Regions from separate parts of the Sus scrofa genome. Here region 1 is linked to region 2. The links are chromatin contacts, called in public Hi-C maps. All regions are on one chromosome and are shown on one strand. The core of a region is the stretch at or near the end of the contact, and the rest is flanking DNA. Distances in the headings are between cores, read along the strand shown.

Region 1 (3,706 bases), core at 1,045-3,544, 200 kb before region 2:
CTATTCTTTTTCAGATCCTTTCCCCGGATAATAAAACCTAATCTTGGAGTTTCCTGGTGGTTCAATGGGTTAAAAATCTGGTATTGTCATTGCTGTGACCCGGGTCACTGCTGTAGTATGGGTTCAGTCCCTGGCCTGAGAACTTTTGCATACTGTAGGTACAGCCAAAACAAACAAAACTAAACCCTAATCTTAATGAGATTGAGACTGCATTTGTTTCACACAGTAATGGTATATAATCTAACACTTTAACATCCATGAGTGATGTTAGCCTAATTACTTCACTTTTTTGAACTTTTTACCTCATTTGTAAAGTGTGGTTAATATAATCTGTCTTGCTTATATAGGTTTATTGTGGGACTCCGATAAAAAATGGCATGTGAGGTGGGTTAAGAAACTGACATAATGTTCATGAGGATGCGGGTTCCATCCTTGGCTTTGCTCAGTGGGTTAAAGATCTGATGTTGCTGTGAGCTGCGGTGTAGGTTGCAGACATGGCTCGGATCCTGCGTTGCTGTGGCTCTGGCGTAGGCCGGTGGCTACAGCTCCGATTCAACCCCTAGCCTGGGAACCTCCATATGCCACGGGAGCGGCCCAAGAAATAGCAACAACAACAACAACAAAAAGACAAAAAAAAAAAAAAAAAAAAACCCAAATAATATATGGAAAAAAGAACAATAAGATATTTGCAGTTTTTGGTAATTTTTTTATTTATTAACAATTAATTAAATTTTTTAACAAATGGATGATAAAAGTTAGTTTTAAGAGAAAGGAATAAATGTGTAAAGTTGAATTGTTTCTTTATTAATTTTCCAGGATGTAGCTGTATCCTAACTGTATAATCACTCTCAACTGTCTCTTCTGCAAAGTAATGATTTACTAAACAGAAGCCTAGAATTCAAAATTATTGTAAGGACAGGGACAGTAGTTGTTATACATATAACTACCCTTTTATCATTAAAGTTGGTCTCTAAATAGGCATACATTTTAAAACTCACCCCAGTGAGGATAGTATGAGTATTCCAGGATTCTAGAAAGTCTCTCCAGAATAAAGTATATTAGAAAGTTGTTTTTAACTTGGTATATGGCTTAATGCTATTTATTGAACTTTATACAGAGAAGCAGGGCAAAATACCACATCTACAACAGAAAACTAGATCTGACTGGAATGATATGCCATTGCTGCAACATTGTTGCACAGGGACACAAACACCTCTAGCTCAAATCCTTCCTTCTCTGTAATTTTTATACTACTTGCATTAATGGAAACCCAGAAAATAATATAATGAATTTCCCTTGGAAATAAACTCACTATGCATGCATCTTTTTAAGTCAATGGATTTTAAATGGAGAGAAAGGAACATCTACATAACATTATGGACAAAAAGTCAGATTTTGGTACCCTAAATTGTGCTTCCACCAGATGATAGATGTGTAATTCAGGGTAAATTGCTTAACTTCTCTGTGTCTCAGTTTGTTCATAAGTGAAATAATGATAATAAAACTACATATCTCATAGGGTTCTTAAAGAACTCATGACTTGCTATTTGCATGGTCCTATTTGTAATACAGTATATATGATATAAACCTCTGTTAAATTAATTTAACGGAATTGGTAATAAGAAATAGCAGGAAGAACTTACTGGGTAACCTCAGTTTCCACTCCTTTTTTTTTTTTTCAGTAATAGAACATACTTAAAAAAGAATTCTGAGAGATTTGCTCTGCTTACTTTCAAGTCAACAAGTATCCATTAAAGAAGTACTGGGCTTGGTGACTTGGGGACACAAAATAAATTTAGGTTGTCTATGCCCTTTGGGGAATTACAATCTTTCTACACTAAATTTGGAATAAATGCTCAGAGCAAAGTTCAAAGGATCATGCAACAACAACAACAAAAATACTAGAGTGCCACATAAAGTAAAGCTATTCACAAATTCAAGCGCTCCAAGACGAATACTAATAAAAATGCAACTAGCAAATGGGGAATGTATTTATTTTGACACACACAGAGAGCTGCTAAATACAATGACACACATCAATAAACATTCTGCAGAAACAGTGATACTTTCCTTTCTCTCCGCCTGGGATATCTGACAAAACCTGAGGCGATCACGCAAAACCACAGGGAATGAAAATTGGACTGGAAACACTGAAGGGTTTGTGACTGGTGCCCAAGAGGCAGGAAAACGTGGGGGGCTCGGCGAATACCTGGATCTGCTACGCAAAGAAGCTCGGAACCACGGTCGGGACAAGGGACGAGGTTATTCCTGTGGCTGATACTGACCAGTCCACGAGGCCCAGTGGCGAGAACGGCCCGGGTCCCCCGGAACGACCTCCTACCCGACAGCGCAGTCCTCTCCGGCCTGCAGGTTGGTGGCTACAAGGCATCCTCTGAGCGAGGAGGCACTGCGAAGCCTGCCACAAGAATGCAACCAGAACCCCGGCACTGCTTCCAGCAGCCCAGCTCCAGGGCATGGGGGACGCCAATGCAGAGAGACGACTGGTTCCTCCAAGCTAACGGTCTCGTGCTGCCTCCCTTATCCTGGGGATCAGCTCCCTAAAGAAAGCGCGGACCTGCACTTCCCAGCTGGGTGGGCCGTGGAGGTACTGGCAGGGGTTACCCCAACCCTCCGCTCGCGCCCGGGGCGCACGTCACTTCCGGCGCGCGCGCCCGCCCGCCGAGGGGGACAGGGTCTAGAGCCCGGGGGCGCGCGGCTGCCCGGGGGCGCGCTGGGAGGGCGGGGAGGGGGAAGGGGGAGTGTCTGCCGGTCGCCGCCGCCGCTGCTGCCAGCTCCGGGGCAAAGGAGTACCCTGCAGCCCTGGCCTCAGAACCGGCCCAGTCTTCCCGCCCGCACTCCGTGCGCCAGAAGCACTGACCGGTCTAACTGGTGCCGAAGCGGGAGTTGGCTCAGCCTGCGGAGCGGCGGGGACGGCTTCAGTGCCCCCTCCCCTCCCCGACCCCTTCCTTCCATCGCCCCGGTCATGGGGAACGCGGCTACTGCCAAGAAAGGCGGCGAGGTGGAGAGCGGTGAGTCAAGAGCCGGGTCTAGGGGCCGGCTAGGCGGGCGGGCGGGCGGGCGGACGCGGGGTACCGAGCGTCCCCCAGGGTGGGAACCCGCAGGCCGCGGGCACGGTCCAGGCCTCGCAGCAGCCGCGGGCAGCCGTTCGAGGGGGCCCTGGGGACCAGCCGCCTTCCTCCTCCGCCTCCTCCCCCAGCTCCGGCTGGAGGGCTGAGCGCCGAGGGCCGGATGGAGAGGGCGAGGGAGGAGAGCGGTCCCCGCGATTGCTTTTTTTACTGGGGCGAGGGGGACTCACTTCCTTAGACACTTCCCCAAATTTGGTCCGGCTAAAGAAGTCTCTTGGACCACCCCAACCCTCTCTTCCTCGCCCCCCGACCCTCTCTCGGGAGCCACAGGTAGTGTTGTGAACAGAGTTGTCTCTTTTCCCTCCATCACTCGAGTCCACCCCAACCTTATCACCAGGTGAAGGGCTGCTAAATCTGGCCCTCCGCAGGTGAGGTTAATCCTGAGCGGGTAACTATGTTTTAGAGATCCTCCATCTTTTCGGATTAAGAGTGGAAAATATCGTAAGAGTAAACAGCAACTTTATCCGTTAGAGAAGAAAAGCAAGGCAGGTTTGCCTTTTCTTGAGACATTCAGGAATCTGCTACAGTGTCTGTAAAACTTAAAGGTCACTGCTTTGAAG
Region 2 (3,310 bases), core at 425-2,924:
TCCCCTTAATCTAGAAATGACAACCATCTTGCATCCCTATTCCTCACTTCCACATCCAATTGATTGTACTGCTCTGTCCATTTGCCCCATCAAGTGTCTCATATCTGCTTCCTTTTTTTTTTTTTTTTTTTTTTTGTCTTTTGTCTTTTTTTGTCTGTTGTTGTTGTTGTTGCTGTTGTTGCTATTTCTTGGGCCGCTCCCGCGGCATATGGAGGTTCCCAGGCTAGGGGTTGAATCGGAGCTGTAGCCACCGGCCTACGCCAGAGCCACAGCAACGCGGGATCCCAGCCGCGTCTGCCACCTACACCACAGCTCACGGCAACGCCGGATCGTTAACCCACTGAGCAAGGGCAGGGACCGAACCGCAACCTCATGGTTCCTAGTCGGATTCGTTAACCACTGCGCCACGACGGGAACTCCTGCTTCCTTTTTATCACTGGTTCAAACTATCATGACCTATAACTTGGAATATTGTCATAGCCTCCTAACTGGTACTTTTACTTCAATTTATCTTTTGAAACTTCCACAAAAGGAGTTTCAGCAGATATTAGTAATACTTATTAGTTTTTAGAAATGATATTATTTGCTCTTAGCATAGTGCCTGGCATTTAATAAGCACTCAATTACAATGTTTAATTGTAACATTTGTGTGTTCACTATATGTCAGACGCTATACTAAATGCTTCTCCTTTCTTTGAATTTACTTACCCCAGAACTAGCTCCAACATGGCAACACCAGAATTCTAGTTCTATTGGGCTTCCCAAGTCCCTGTTTTTGCTTTATTTTTGTTTTTTAATTTTTTGGATACAATTTTCTCACATTGTCTCTAGCCTAATCACAACCTTCTCATCAACCTCTATATATCTGTCCTTTCTGCCTTCCCACTCCATTCTTCCAACCTGTAGGTTCTTCTTTTGTCTTTACTTATGTCCATATTTAGTAAAGATCTATTATCAGCTATTGAAAGAAAGTCCTTCAGAGCAGGCTCCCCTCTTTCCTGCTCTGAAGCACTTTCTTGCAGTAGCTGATAATAGATCTTTACCCACCACATCTGGCATAGCCCTCCTTCTTCCCACTTCCAAGTGCTAAGGGAAGCGGTGGAGAGGAAAGGAATCGTGCAGAGGCGCCAACCTCCGCAGGTATAAACACCAAAAACTCCCTGCATCTTGAGTTTTTCTCTGCATAACTCAGGGATGCTTTATGGTTTTAATATAATGAATTAAGTAAGTAAAATATGCTTTGTAAACTGTAGAGTGAGCTACAAATGATAAAGTGCAATCATTCGCTCTCTCTTTGCATGCCCAAGGCTTCAACTGAGTAAGCAACAGAATAGCAGATGTGTGTTCAGGATGAAGGGAGAGTAGGCCCTAAATAATATGGACTTGGCCCGGGAACAATCTCCGCGTCATTACTGCCAAAACACAGCTTAAAAAAAAACTTCGTCAGAGTTGCCACGTGTTAGTAAGACAGGAAGAAAACAGTATTAGCCTGAAAAACCCCAGTTTAAATTATTTCTAGGAGTGTTTCCCACCCTCTTTTCCCAGGAGGTTTTAGCTCTTGCAAACGTCCTCCTTTGCATGCTCAAGGCCCCTTCCCGGCCTCCCAGCTCCCTAACGGCCCCAGCCCTCCAACCCCCTCCTGGCCCGCGGAGACTACAAGTCCCGGCGTGCCCTGCGCGCCCGGCCGGCTGCACTGGGGCTGGGCGCGTGGCTGCTGCCGAGCTCCGCGCGGGGGAGAGCCTCCCGGCGCCGGCCATGCGGGGAGGTAAGTGATCCGCTCGTGCTGCGAAGGCAGTGGGAATGCGCCCGCCCTGTCCCTCTCCAGGATGGAAGGAAACGAAGAAAGCCGCAAGAAAAACTGCCCTGCCCTCCCTCGTCTCTGTGTGTCCGGTGCTACTGCAGCTTGTTGCACCCACGAGCGTGGAATCTGTCACCCTGGAGTGGAATTAGGTGCAGAAGCGAGCCCTGCCCAGCGGAGAGCCCCCAGGGGCTGCGGGGCAGAGCTCGCAGGATGGGACCGGGTGGTGGCACGGCTCGGCTGGGCGCACAGCGAGTGCCACACCCCCACACTCCCTTTCCAAAGACGGGCTCCCCCGGGGTCTCCCAATCTCAAAGGCGAACACTTGCTTCTTGAAAGTCGTAGCCAGAAACTTTCCCCTCAGTCCACAGTGGCTCTCAGATGGGACTGCTAGTCCAAGAGAATCTCTGGCAGTCCCCTCTCCTACCCCCTGCCCTCTCCCGCACCGCCCCCTCTCCAGGCCCCTCCTCACTTTCCCTTGAGACGCTTTTGGGGACACGTTGAGTTTGGCCTTGCCCTCGGGCGACTTCTCCAGATTACTTTAGCAGCCAGGGTTGCTCTCTGCTTGGCCGGCCGGATCCGCCTGCGGGCCGATCCCCAGAGGCAAGGTGGTTCCTCTGGGAGAACACTGGCTCTTGGGGAAATAAATGCAGATCAGTAAAAGGAGCTGATTGAGGCACCAGTTTCCCGTCCTTTCCGACCCAGCTCCCCTCCTGAGCCCATTCCCAAGTGTCCCCTAAAGTTCTGCTCCAGAATCCCAGCAGCAAGAGGATCTCTGAAGTTATTTTAGCACATCCCATGATACCCTTGATTAGAAGGTCTTGTTGGTTTGCACCTCCGTCTTTCACCCTGCTTGTACACACCACACACACACACACACACACACACACACAGTGGGCACTACACATTCTGCAAATACACGAATGCCAACCCACTACACACACCACACATACTCTGCACATACAACACCCACTCATATTAACACAGCACACACTGCCTTTATGCTGCTGCACTGCACAAACATAGACACCACAGTACACACAAATACACATAATTTCTATTAGCAGAGAAGAAGGTTGATATCAGTTTGTTGGAGGGAGTGAAGAGGAAGTGGTTGAGTACTTGTATATATACTTAAACCCACAAATGTCAGTTTATTCCAAAGTTGGAAACTAGCTAAGTGAAAACTTCTCTTATCAGAATTTGTGGCTCATTTTTTTTTTTTTTTTAATGGGATTGATTTTTCACTTTCTGAAACCCATACCCTTGTCTAACAGGCAATCTTGATCATAGCAGGCAGTACAGGAAGGGATGTCCTTTTCTATGTGGAGGAAGTAATTCTTGGAGAAACTTCACAGAATCCTTCCTCCTGTGAATATATCTAAGGAAGAGTTGATATTAACTGTAATTTCTTTACATCTTATCTTGTTCTGAGCAGTGGCATGACAATGCCATCAAGACAAGATACTCATCCTTTGTGTGCAACCCCACCCCCACCCCAGCAATGCCAAA

Evidence for each region. Hi-C and Micro-C count contacts between places; a contact is called where the count stands out from the background.
Region 1: a Hi-C map of epiblast stem cells shows a contact between it and region 2, with 1.9 times the contacts expected there. The contact joins the promoter of PRKACB here to the promoter of SAMD13 in region 2. A contact is called at or near these places in 1 of 5 promoter capture datasets (liver), 2 of 47 Hi-C or Micro-C datasets (epiblast stem cells and liver) and 2 of 2 datasets of contacts at active chromatin or transcription factors (alveolar macrophages and skeletal muscle).

Annotation. Positions count from the first base shown.
Region 1 is chr6:129,634,795-129,638,500 of Sscrofa11.1, reverse strand. PRKACB (cAMP-dependent protein kinase catalytic subunit beta) reads left to right here and starts at 2,294. Exons shown (of 10, transcript XM_021096363.1): 1 at 2,294-3,029. The coding sequence starts at 2,984.
Region 2 is chr6:129,438,426-129,441,735 of Sscrofa11.1, reverse strand. It overlaps SAMD13 (sterile alpha motif domain-containing protein 13), which reads left to right and starts at 1,674. Exons shown (of 4, transcript XM_021096359.1): 1 at 1,674-1,765. The coding sequence starts at 1,756.